Linked DNA regions of Danio rerio: region 1 is linked to region 2. A link is a contact called in public Micro-C data. All regions are on one chromosome and are shown on one strand. The core of a region is the stretch at or near the end of the contact, and the rest is flanking DNA. Distances in the headings are between cores, read along the strand shown.

The links. A called contact is a pair of places that touch in the nucleus more often than the background predicts.
Region 1: a contact with region 2 is called in a Micro-C map of caudal fin, with 3 times the contacts expected there. The contact joins the enhancer-like site here to the promoter of dipk2b in region 2. A contact is called at or near these places in 2 of 18 Hi-C or Micro-C datasets (caudal fin and an unstated tissue).

What each region holds. Positions count from the first base shown.
Region 1 is chr9:35,598,138-35,604,763 of GRCz12tu, forward strand. No RefSeq gene overlaps it. Among named protein-coding and RNA genes, the nearest start is that of dre-mir-221, 11 kb to the right of the region's middle. Within about 2 kb of position 3,649, at least 1 of the 62 cell types and tissues checked has an H3K27ac peak or open chromatin away from gene starts, as enhancers often do. A contact at or near this core is called in caudal fin, where this site is marked.
Region 2 is chr9:35,565,273-35,572,690 of GRCz12tu, forward strand. dipk2b (divergent protein kinase domain 2B) reads right to left here and starts at 2,766. Exons shown (of 5, transcript XM_692604.10): 1 at 2,470-2,766. The coding sequence starts at 2,651.

The DNA of each region.
Region 1 (6,626 bases), core at 2,399-4,898, 34 kb after region 2:
CTGTACATTTAACAATTAACATTTATAGATAAAACAGTAATAATAAATAACAATAATGAGTATATTTACAATGATTCATTTATAATAATCTAGAAATGTCTTTGTGTGTGTGCGTCTCTCTTTCTCTCTAGCAAATCAATTCAATTCTACTCAAAAGAGCTTTATTGGTATGGCTTGTCAAATATTGCCAAAGCAGTGCAGATTGCATAATAAACAAGATCGTAAAGTGATTATATAGTACATCATATAGTACAACTTATTATATAAAATTATGTTTAGAAATGTGTTGAAAAAAAACCTCTGTTAAACAGAAATTAGGGTACAAATAAACAGGGATGCTCATAGTTCTGGAGGGCTCATTCATAAGTTGGTGGTTCCTTCTGCTGTGGCAACCCCTGATTAATTAAGAGATTAAGCTGAAGGAAAATGAATACAAATTGTCTTCTAAAACTGCATTAATAAAACCCAAAATAAACCAAACAAAAAATCTAAAATATACAATAGATTACAATAGTTTTTTTGAAAATGAGGATTAAAAAGATAATGTAGAGACAAATAGATATTATTAAAATATAACAAAATGCAATTCGCAACTGTATATATTTATTTTGATGGATATTTCATTCGATTTCCCTCTCTCCTCTCTCTCTTTCTGTGTGTATAAGCCCATTTCCACCCAGTCAGTCTGTCGCGGTCATGAGAGCAGCACATGTGTATGTGTGTGTGTCTTTTGTACCTGCAGGATAAAGCCTAAAGCAGGACAAGACTTGCTGCATGTGGATGAAGGATTGTATGGTTTTGTTAAAGCTTCGTAATGCAGACAGAATGCAGTGCCACCCACACAAGGGGCCGCCAGAGATGCCAGGCGCGAGCACCAAACCCGTGGTGTAGCCGGTAGGTGCAGGTCTGACTCATATCAGGGTTTGGATGCGAGACGTCAATCCTGAGATGTTTCAGGATAGGCAGCCCAAAAGTTCTTTATCATACAAAGCAAATGATCCTTATTACCTGGCACCAACATCCTGCTTCTCCTACGATGATTCATATGAGAAATATGGACTAAGACTTAAGAAAAAAAACTTCACAAAAAGAGGGAATTCAACAAAAAAAAAGGTTTATAAATTCTGCCTATTTACTCATTCTGTACAATTGCTTGTAATTACTAACCTGTATGACTTTATTTATTCTATTAAATAGAAAAAAATTATTTACTAAATATTTTATGATACTAAAATTGACTTTTATTGTAAGAAACATTTTAAAAGATATATTCTCCTAAATTACTATTGTCCTCAATGCATTATCATGGTCTAGTGAACAATACAAATACTGAATTTAGTCAACTATGTTACTGTTTTACACTTAATAATACACTTGCTTACAATTTACTTTACAGTATCAGTTACTGTACATGTTGTGTTTTATATTTACTTTTTCACAGTGGTATGACATTATTATTTCTGGCTGAATAAATTATAAAATAATAATCAGTTAATGATAAATAAATAATGGAGAAAAATGACTGAATACTGTATGAAACAAATACAGCTACTTAGTTTAATTACATATTAGTCAAATTTAAGAATAGTAGTTTTGTGCATTATTGGTTACTATACAGGTCTGTAGTCAGCGGGTGGTTCTTTTTTCTCAAAAAGTGGACCTTTTTGGGGTTATTCACCTCATTTTCTATTTAATAATGAGCTTTAAATACTGCATTTTTGTGACATTTTAAGCACTATTCTTAACTGGATTAGATTGTCAGGTGGTCATCATAACCCCATGTTTTGATGTGCTATTTCCTAAATATTTAGAGCAAACAAACTTGAATAAGAACTGATTTTTAAAATACAAATGTATCATATTACATCATATGAAAAAAAGGAATCTGTTAAAGTTTTAAATTAAAAACTGCGGCTTATTGTCATTTATTAATAAACAGGCCAGCACATTTACCTTCTTAAGTCAGAATTTGACCATTTGAATAATAAAAATTAAATAATAATAATAATTCACAATTTTTCTAGTATCTCTTGTAAAAAGTACATTTAAATAATTATGGATAACAGCATTTGCCAAAATAGTATTTAAATTAATTTTAATATGGGCTGCTTTCTGTGCTTCACACCTTTATATTGGTCATTTTTAATCAGAATAAGTCAGAATTATTAGCCTCCCTTTGATTTTTTTCCTTTTTTAAATATTTCAAATGATGTTTAACAGAGCACAGAAATTTTTACAGTATGTCTGATAATATTATTTCTTCTTTGTATTATTTGTTTTATTTCAGCTAAAATAAAGCAGTTTTTAATTTTTCAAAACCAAATTTAAGGTCAAAAGGATTAGCCCCTTTAAGCTATATATTTTTTTCAAGTCTACAGAACAAACCATCATCATACAATAATTTGCCTAATTACCCTAACCTGCCTAGTTGACCTAATTAATCTACTTAAGCCATTAAATATCACTTTAAGCTGTGTAGAAGTGTCTTGAAAAATATCTAGTCAAATATTATTTACTGTCATCATGGCAAAGATAAAATAAATCTGTAATTAAAAATTTACAAAATTAAAAAAAGTTGTTTTAAACTATTATGTTTAGAAATGTGTTGAAAAATTGTTAGAAATAGCTAATGATTCAAGGGGGTTAATAATTTTGACAAGCTGTATGATGACATAGCTGTCAAAATAAGACAAAAGAGGGTAGTGGGACAAATGTTTTACCTTTGTCAGTGAGGGGTGGGTTTTTCGAACCATTTGAACCTCCCCTGGCTGCTGACCTGCTATAAACGTTGTTTTTTTATTTTAATTTACTGTTTTACAGTTTTCCACTTGTGAAATGTCTTCTTTATAATTTAAGTCTTTACTTTGAAGCATTCAAGATTTACAAGGTTTAAATTATGAATGTAGCTTTCAAGTCTATGCTCCAAATGTGGCGATAAAACAATTAATAAATGGATAACTATACTTAAAAATAATGTAGTACCAACATTTTTAGCACATCTATGTAATCTATTTCTGAAAGAAATCTGTCATTTACTTCGCCTCACAAACAGGAGCATAAATGATAAAAATGCTCATGTTAAGAAAATTACCTAATGTTATCAGATGCAATTCATTAAAAAAATGTAAAAAAAAATAAATAATAATAATAAGATGAATGTTTATGCAGCTATAACTGAACAGTGATGGTATATTTATTAAATAACATAAACTAAAAAATGCTTTTTTATTTTAGGTTAATGAAATTCAGTGCAATAATAAGTATTCTTAATAAACTGACATTTGTTTAACTGATTTAATGTTCTATTATGAAACTAAAATGTGTAATTCTAGTCAGAGCTGATTTCCAAATCACATTTGTAGAACATTTAGTAATGTCTTGAGGGAAATGGTTTGCTTTTGAGCAACAACCTCCAGAAGTATTAACACAATTTTAAAAAATGAAAAGGATTTATTTGCCTATATAATCATTGGCTCTTGTTTCAGAGCATTTGGAGAGAGGCAGTTTTTCGCACCAAGCGCTCTCCGTCCAGGAATCCAGGCCTGGTCTCCATGGCACTGCCAGCAAGCAGATGGAACCAAGCGAAATGCAGAAACTTTCGTCAGTTTCTAATCTGCCCTTGGCACTAAGGTCCACATAAGCTGTGCCGATATCAAGAGATTCTCTATGAGTCACCCAGGTACAAAGGGAAAACACAACGCTCCCGTGAGCACTCTTTTAATGTGTGTTTTTTATTATCCAGCACATTTGCACGCCAAAGAAAATCTCTAAAGTGCTTCTTAATGCCTCGTGTAAAGACACATCCAAGCGTGTGAACTAATAGCCCTATGTAAGCCACATGTCAAGTGCATGCTTGGGTTCTCTCGCTTTGCTTAAATGTAGCTTTTCTATATAGTAGCACATTAAAGTCCAATACAAGAACTGTTTTTGAGGTGGAGAAGATTTTAGTAATGCATTTGAACAGATTTACTCTTGTATGTGGTGTTGGGAAAGACTGAGATTATGGCAAACACTGCAGGTCAATAGGGTAAAAAACAACAACTAATAGTGATCACTGTACTTCCCTATAGTTTTTTTAAATTTATTTTTCAATTATCAGTGTTCTAAAATGTGACCACAAACTACTTTTGCTGCAATAACCAAAAATACATTGCACGGGTCAAAGCTTTTGATATTCACCAAAAAAATATTTTTAATAATTTATATTAAGCAAAGATCATGTTCTTTGAAAGATATTTTATACATTTTTAGCCACAAATATATCAAAATGACATGTTTGATTGGTGGTGTGCATTGCTGAGCACTTCATTTATTTTTTTTAGAAACCCTCAGATTACAGATTTTCAAATAGTTGAATCTCAGTTAAATCACAATTTATGCATGGCTTTGTGGTCCAGGGCCACACATTTTATTTTATATATGCAAATGAGACATTATTTAATGAAATATGTGTTAATTTATTTACATAGAAGTCTAGCACAACAGTTGGAGCATTGGATGACGTCAGGTTAAAAACTGTTTCAAAGGCATTTTTGTACAGTTTTGTGGAGTAACTGCTTACAAGTAATGACGCTTGCAGAATGAATTGATTATTTTAGGGTGTTTCCCAGTGATGGGTTGCAGCTGGAAGGGCATCTGCTGTGTAAAACATATGCTGGTTAAGTAGGTGGTTCATTCCTCTGTGGCAACCCCCTGATTAATAAAGGCTCTAAGCCAAAAAGAAAATGAATGAATGAATTGATCATTTTAGATTGATTGGGAAAATTCTATAGGAGTGCAGCTGCATCAAATATACTAAGCAAATTACAAGCATAGATAAATGCAATAAAGAAAAGGTTACAATTGAAACATGCAAATTATAAATCATACTCAACATTGCAAATCTTGTGAGGTGACTATTGCGAATGATCACATTGCGATATTGATGCTGAAAGGATATATTGTGCGGCCCTGTTCCTTAATCTGTTAAATTTAGAAAGCCTTTAGGCATCTATTTAAAACCATGTTTGTTGCAAAATTAATAGACTTACCAGTCAAAAGTCAGTTTTATTTATTTATTTATTTATGTTTTTTTTAAAGAAAATTATTATTTTCATTGAGGCATTTTTTTATTAAAAATTTATTGTTAAATATTTATAAAAAAATTAAATAACTTTCTTATTTTATAAAGTTTCAAAGGAAATTATTACTCCAGTCATTATTGCTTTTATTACTATTACCATTATTAATAATAATTATGAAATAAATGAAAAATAAAATAAATATGAAATAAAAATAAAAAATGGAAAGAATTTAGTTGAAATTTTGTGGGTTGTCATTTTATTTTTAATTTTCAATTATTTTTCAATTTCTAAATACGTTTGGTAACATATTATTTTAATTAATATATCTGTTTTCTTTAAATGCACCAAAATACATTGCCTATATTCACTGAGAAATTAATAAAAATATGTATTTTCAAAATATGGTGCACACAAATATGCTGAGCACTGTATACTACAAATAGCCTCATTTTTTTTGTAAAATTGAATGGAAATAATGAGGCATATAATATAGACTTATCCCTCAATAAAAACCTTTAGAATATTAATGATGCAGGTTAGCCTTATATAAGTCACAAACTATACAGATATAAATAAAACGGTATAAATAAATAATAAAAAAGTGCTGCCAAAGTGAATATATATGGCTCAGAGCAGGAGAAAATCTAATTTTAGGAAAATGACCATTAAAAGTATAAACTGTTGTTAAAATCCACAAACATTAATTGGAAAATGCTATAAAAGAAACGTTTTTATCTATGTTTTCTTTACATACATACACATACAGTAGCCTGACACATACAGTATGTTTGTGTGTGTGTGTGTGTGTGTGTGTGTGTGTGTGTGTGCGTGTGTGTGTGTGTGCGTGTGCGTGCGCGTGCGTGTGTGTGTGTGATTTGCAGTGAGAGATAGTTGTTGGCGGTGCGGATCTCCTGATGGAGTGACGTCAGTGTCGAGGGTCGACCTTCACCCTCCGCTGGAGAAGAGCCGTGTAAACGCGTCCCGATGGCCAGATAAACGGGCTTAATCTGCCGCTATCAGTTCTCGCCGTTACCCAAGGGAAGCCCATCAATTATCATTCCACAGCAGGCCAGCCGTGGCCCCGCGGGACCCCCGCTGATGTCATCACACCGCACCACATATCAAAGCAGCCATTTACTTCCATTACACGCTATTCAGACGTTTACATTACTGGAATACTTGAGCCTGGACACTTTCCCCTCTGGAAATGTTAGTGCGAATCAACTGCTCTCGGCGAATCACTGGAGCGCTGCGACGTCAGAGATTCAGCTCACAAACAACAGAAGTGTTCTCGTCTGTGTGAAAAACAAGCGCGCGGCGGCCATTTGTGATTTAATAACTGCTAATTTGCAGATATGAGGCTTCCTGTAGCGCAACAGGTGTTTGATTATGAGGGGAAAAAAGAAAGACGATTACACCTTTATTTTTTTATGTGACATTATTACAGCGTAGTTACAAAAAAGGTCATACTGAATAATAATTACTCACACGTGCTCGCTAGGATGTAATTTACGTTTAGATATTTATAATTAGCATATTAAAACCTCAGATATTTTTATATGA
Region 2 (7,418 bases), core at 1,516-4,015:
AATATCTGTTAACGTATTCTACTAGTCCAAGCCTCTATTAATACAATCTAAAACTCTACATTGTCACTCTTTAATGTTTATTCACAGTTTTTTTTCTTTTCTGTCAGTTAGTTGACATCAATTTTCTAAGATAATTATAGTCATATAAAATGTCTATTGATTAAAAAACCCTGTTAGTTTATTTTAAGTTAGTTGACAAGTAGTTGCAAAGTTACTAAGTCAATAAAAATCTACAGTGGACAAAATAAAGTAAAACACTTATTTTTGCTTTTAAGAAATTAGAAAAGATAAAAAAAGAAGTACTTCATGATGTTTATATTTTGAACTATGTCTTCTTGTATGCATATGCATATATACTGTAAATGATGCGGGGTAAAATGTAACTCAGAGTTTTAGGGTATTTGCTCAGGGTTAACCATGGCTAACCAGTCTTCCGAGGTTTTCACCACAGTGTCAGCAGATGTCTTCCTGACAATTTTTTAAAAAGTTTGGCAAAATCTGGATGAGAAACACAGGAGAAACCATTTATGTAGCGTAAAAGTATTTTTAATATCCTATGGATATTTTTTATTGAAAGAGAATTGTGAAAGTATGTACGTAAAATCTTATAATGTTGTAATTACTGTCTTCTAGGCTAAAAGATGAAAACATTTTGAAATGCTGTGACTGCAAGCCTGGATAATAGACTGGATAATGATGCAAATACCACATTTCTAGAACTGACCACATTTCTAGAACTGCTCGATCGTGCAGATTTGCACTCTATAACATGAGAAAGATCCGACCCTTCTTATCTGAACATGCAGCTCAACTCCTTGTTCAAGCTCTTGTTCTCTCCAAACTGGATTACTGCAACTCTCTACTAGCTGGGCTTCCAGCTAACTCTATCAAGCCTCTTCAACTGCTCCAGAATGCAGCAGCACGAGTTGTCTTCAATGAACCTAAACGAGCACATGTCACTCCGCTGCTAGTCCGTTTGCACTGGCTGCCAGTTGCTGCTCGCATCAAATTCAAAACTCTGATGTTTGCCTACAAAGTGACTTCTGGCCTAGCACCTTCTTATCTGCACTCACTTCTGCAGATCTATGTGCCCTCCAGAAACTTGCGTTCTGTGAATGAACGTCGCCTCGTGGTTCCATCCCAAAGAGGAAAAAAATCACTTTCGCGAATGCTCACGCTCAATCTGCCCAGTTGGTGGAATGAACTCCCTAACTGCATCAGAACAGCAGAGTCACTCGCTATTTTCAAGAAACGACTAAAAACTCAACTATTTAGTCTCCACTTCACTTCCTAATCTGCAATTGCCTATTTGAATATCACACTAACTGTACAAAAAAAAAAAAAAAAAAAAAAAAAAAAAAAATTACTAACACTTCCCTTCTTAGACTTTACAGACCTGAAACTTGCCTTTAGTACTTATTCATTGTTGCTCTTAGTTGTGTAAATTGCTTCCTTGTCCTCATTTGTAAGTCGCTTTGGATAAAAGCGTCTGCTAAATGACTAAATGTAAATGTAAATGTAAATAAATCCAAATGTGTTTATCTAAAAAATATTTAAACATGCTTTGCTATGTAGATTCAATAAAAAAGTTAAGTACTAAGAAAATATACTATTTAAAGTAAACTGAATTTAAACTAATTGTGTGAAATCTGACTTTTAAAGCATGTTTTACAACTAACCCTCTCACTGTTACAACTTGCCCCGCTGGTGGGGTAAACATTTTTACTCCTGACACTTTTGGCAATACTGCACAGAAACCATAGGTCCGGCGATCATACTTTCAATGCTCATTTATAGGAGAGGCCTTGTGTGATTTTTTTTTTTTTTTTTCAACACATAACAGTTTTAATAACTCATTTCTAATCACTAATTCATTTTATCTTTGCCATGATGACAGTAAATAATATTTAACTAGATATTTTTCAAGACACTTCTACACAACTTAAAGTGACATTTAAAGTCTTAACTAGGTTAATTAGGTTAACTAGGCAGGTTAGGGTAATTAGGCAAGTTATTGTAGAAGGATGGTTTGATCTGTAGACAATCACAAAAATATAGCTTAAAAGGGCTAATAATTTTGACCTTAAAATGGTGTTTAAAATTAAAAACTGCTTTTATTCTAGCCAAAATAAAACAAATAAGACTTACTCCAAAAGAAGAAATATTATCATCTTGTATTATATACATACAAGAAAAAAGTTAGTTAAAAGTATGAACTTCATGAAGTGCTTTTTTATCTTTTCTAATTGTGCTGTGTACTTGAGTATATTATATAGGATCAGTGACTATTGACTATATACATGATTTGTTTTTGTTTTTTTACCAGATGTGCTATGATACAGAACTTTTTTATCTTAATCTACTTTTTTATCCAAAGATTTGATTACTTTGTTGCATTTATCCTACAATATGAATAACTTTATAAAAAGTGAATTGTTCTCTGCGGAAATGTGAAATATTCCAGTTTACCTTATTTCATCCTTGAAAAACTTCTTGCAAATGGATGTTCCAATGCAGGCGTTGCATTTATCCAAACCCAAGAAGATCTTTCTGAAGTCATGTGATTTGTCTTGGGGTGCTGGTGATGGGTCTGCTGTGCCAAATACTAATATGAAACACAATATCCAAACCCCTGACCATATCCCTGCCATCACTGCATCATAAACCCCAGAGTCACAGTGCCATAATGCCCTCCCAATGTGATTAAAAAACCTGCAGACTAAACGTGAGCACACCAGCACAGTGAAGTGGCACCTCTTAAGTGTCAGCTGTAGTATATCTGTTATGTCCCCTGCACTAAACGCCTCACTTAGACAGGAAACATATGGGGAACAAAGATAACCCTTGTCGTCATGGTGATACTTCCTCCTGCACAGTCCGATTTCAAAGCCGTACACACAAAGGTTGGAAGGCCTGTTTTATCCATTAAGTTATTTTAAAATAATTAAACCATTTTGAGAATATGCAAATTATTCAAACCACCTAAAAAGACTCTGATTAATTATTTATTTTGTTCAACCACTGCTCCAGAACCTGTTTCTTTCCACCAACAAAATGTCTGTACGTCAAAAGTTATATGCAGTGAACAGAATGTTGAATTAGATTTGAATTACTACTGCTGTTTAATAGAAATTTCAGGTTTCGTTGTTATTATTTTATGGAACTGCCAAATCTGAACAATTTAATATAGAATTGGATCAAATATGTTGAGTAATCTGCTTGCTGAACTGAATGGAGGCTATGATGTAAGCTTGTTGCTTATTGTGTAGGGGAGAATGGGGACTGTTGCAACATGGCAGTTGCAGCCAGATTTATTCCTCATTCAGGTATGAGCTAGAATGATGATATTTATACTACACTGTAAAACCCAACAGTCAACTTTATCAATAGAAAAGAGTGTAGTTAACTTAAAATTGACTGAAAGGTAACTCTACTCATTTGAAAAGAGTTTTGAACTCAGTGTTGAAGGTAATGCGTTAATTAAAAAATTTCTTCAACTTAAATGTAGTAAGTTCACAGTAATCATATAAATTAGTTTTTTTTTTTTTTTTTTAACTCAAATGGTTTGTTGTAATCAGTTTCCTTGAATGTTTTGTAATGCCTTTACTTTTTGGGTTTTACAGTGTTCATATTGTCAATTAGACCCTCCTTCAGTTTGAGAGAAATCAGCCAGATTAAAAAAAAAAGTTATTATTTAATGTTTAGAAACTTTTTCATTCCGTCTAATCTGTTTTTGAGAAACATTATTCATTCGTATAATTTAAATCACTGTTTTCTTAGCTTTAAATATGTTGTAAAACCCCAAAAGTCAAAGTAACTCAAACCATTTGAGGAAACTGATTGCAACAAACCAATTAAGTTCAAAAATGAATCTATATGAGTACTGTGAACTTAACTCCATTTAAGTTGAATCACTGAGGTATTCAATTAAGTCATTACCTTCAACACTGAGTTCAAAACTCTTTTCAAATGGGTAAAAATGACTTTCAGTAAATTATGAGTTAACTACAATCATTTCATTTGATAAAGTTGACTGTTGGGTTTTACAGTGTAGTTATAGCTGTCAATAGATAAAGCTATTGTTTCTCCCTAGCATAAACAGTTTAATCAGGGTTGATAGTGTTAGGACATGCTGTTGCAACTGTCCCCAATTACAAACTTCTTTTAAAAGCTTGCCATATTAACAATGTACAGCTTTAATTGTATCACGGTTTCAATCTAATTTAATATGAAAAAACAAACTATTTTATTAATTCATTCATTTCCAAGTTTTCAGTAAAAAAAATACAAATAATATATAAAAAACTAGGTTTTTAGTAATGATACGCCCATAATCATTACGCATAAACCTGCAAATTTTTTCTTTACAAAATTTTGCGCAGAAAATGTCGACAGATTCTGTCTGGCCCTGTATATGGCTTATATATGGTTATGTTAGTATTGCACCAAAACAAAAAATGGTTGTGCATGAGATGCAATTGAAGAACCTTTTTTTTGTTCCCTAAGAACCTTCAAACCTTCATTTATTTTAACGAAAGGAACATTTTTAAAAATCTGAAAAACATTTTGAGCAATGAAAAGGTTTTAAGTTAAAGGTTCTTTGTGGACGATGCCTTTCATTTTAAAGAGTGTCGACCTTGTAAAAAAAAAACACATCTTTTCTGGTTTAAGACAAGCTGTGACACTAAGCGGGCAATAGATGTCAGTGGTGAGATTTGTAAAACTGACTGAATGCATTTGAAAACGAAAGATTAAATTTTATTCTAGTTGCGTTAGTCACACGTGTGATTCACAGTCCGTGTTAAACATGCTTGTGTTTTTACTTGCGCTGATTCACAGCTGTATGGAGAACACCAGAGATTATTTAAGATTAAAGGAAAATATCAATATGTGGGAGTACATTCTGGAAGTTTTCTTTGGTCTAGTCATCCGACCACAGGAAAACATCGTTAAATTATTGTAGGAAGTGGGGTAAATTTAGGATAACTAACACAGTCTGTTATTCAAGTCTGTGTCGACGATGAATCATTTTCTGTAGGAAAAAAAAACTTTAATATGAATGGCGGTTATAGCTATTGCTCAACTTTGACCTAATAAAAATAAAACAGTGTATGAGATAACGGTGGAATTTTTTTAGTTATATACTTCGTTTTTTGTGTGTCTAATCTTAACCATGTTAGGGTATATTACCATTTAACGGAGTGTTGTCCAAAGTTATTTAGAATATAGACAACAACTTGTACAAGACTTACTCCCTTTATTCATCCATCTTCAGGTCTTGCGTGATAGCCTATATTTTCCTTCGATGTACTTAGCTAGAGCTCATCGTAAACAAACAAACATAAAAAAACAATTAGTAAATAAAATTAAGTAATCGGTATACCAATTTCTGCCCCTAGAAGTGTTGTGTAGCATTGACCCGCCTGGCACTGAGAGGGTAACTGCTCTTGACTCTATATAGGGTACATAAATAGTTCACCGCGCATTTGACTCACCGCGTATTAATCATCAGTCCCGGGACGAGAGGAAGCGCAGTTTGACTAAGTGACTAAACCAAAATCTTTCTAAATGAAACTGCTTTTTCTATTACAAATAAAGACCTCATGGTTGCATAAGACAAGCTTATAAGCTTTTAGCAGTAGCCTACATAATATTTAGATATTATAAAATAGGTTTTTGTAAAACGAAAATGAGCTGTTTTCACATTAGGTCCTTAAAATAGCTCAGTATTGTTTTTCTTTTTCCTAAATGAAGAGCATTATGGTACAAATCTAAAGACTGTAAACCTGCACATGATGTTTAAAGAACCATCTGGAATGGAATAATTATTCATTCTTGATGAAATCATTAATGCCAATGGTTTCTGTCTTTGTTTGTTTGTTTCTATGTATTTAATTATTTCACCTATATATATATATATATATATATATATATATATATATATATATATATATATATATATATATATATAGCATACTATAGGTATTTTAAAATTGTTATTGTCAAAATTATATTTCCACTATTATTGTTACCTTCTCTCAATTGCAAAAAAAAAAAAAAAAAAAAAAAACATGAATGTAGCCTACAACTCTTAAGCATTTAATGGCGTTTAATGAATATGCATATATCATATTGTGTAAATCAGGGTTATTTTAACAAAAGTCTACACATTTAAAGCAGAATAAGTAATAACCTTCATCTGTGATCTCGGCTATGGGCTTGTTCATTATTGTTATGGCCATGAGCACAAAATTCCCCCAAATACCAATAGCGTTAGTGTTCATGCTGATGATCTTACTCATGTGTGGCATCGGATTGTAGGCTATTTCCGCTATTATGTCAAAGTGCACATGTTATTATTGTAGAGTAAATATGCTCTGCTTGTGATATGAATTACAGTAATTAAGTCGTTAAACATACAAAACACCTCGAATCTAATCCTAACATACAATTTATTCGATTTGTAGGCTATTTGATGAAGTGTAACTGTCACCCTTTTTTGCTTTAACACAACCAGGTTTCAGTATAGCTATTTGAAGTGGAAAAGAAAGTCTGAATCGATGTCATTAGAGCGGTTGACAGGAATTTTGTGGGGAAGTAAAAGAAGAGAAGACTAAGTTAAAAGGTATTTTAATACATCGAGTTTTGCGCCTTTCAGCCACTCTAAAGCGAGTACTGTGGTTTGTCAATATAGAAGCCACGCGATGGCGGTGTTTACAACCCCAAGACAGCTGTAAAAACAAGGATCAGCAAACAAATAGGCTTTGAAAACGGGAAGCTTTTAATATTGAGGTTTAATTTGGACAATTAAAAGAACGATGCCGAGTAGGTTACAAGAAAATGTCCTACTCAAAATGAACACAGTACAATTGTGACATTTAGCCTATTTTATTTATATCTACTACACTTTTGAGTGTCATACCTCATTTATAAGTAGGCTGGCTAACACAGCAAGAATTCTAAGTGGATGAAAGGTCAAAGAAAGGAAATTGTCAAGCAGCTTACGCTTGAAAGGTTTGTTTATGAAACTCTTGAACATTGCTTTTAATCATTGACATTAATTCAGTGATGACACCTTAGTTCATTGCTATGCATAGGCTTCATGAAGTATCACTATCTGTACTGGAAAAAAAAAACTACTGCTGCTTGTTCAAACTACCTGTTTTAAATCAGCTGAAAGAACACAATTCTTGTAATTTATTTTGCCAATTTATTTGTTTTATGTTTAGTCCATTTGAATTAGTAAATCATTACAGTAGGTTAACTTGAGCGTTTTGTGTTGGGAAAACATGAAGGAATTGTGTTGGTCCAACTACCTGGCTAAGGGATTTGTAGTTCCCAGCATTCTTTTTGTGTAGTTGAATTAAGAGAGGGAAATGTCTACAATAAAAGTAATATTAGGTGTTTAAAGTTAATAG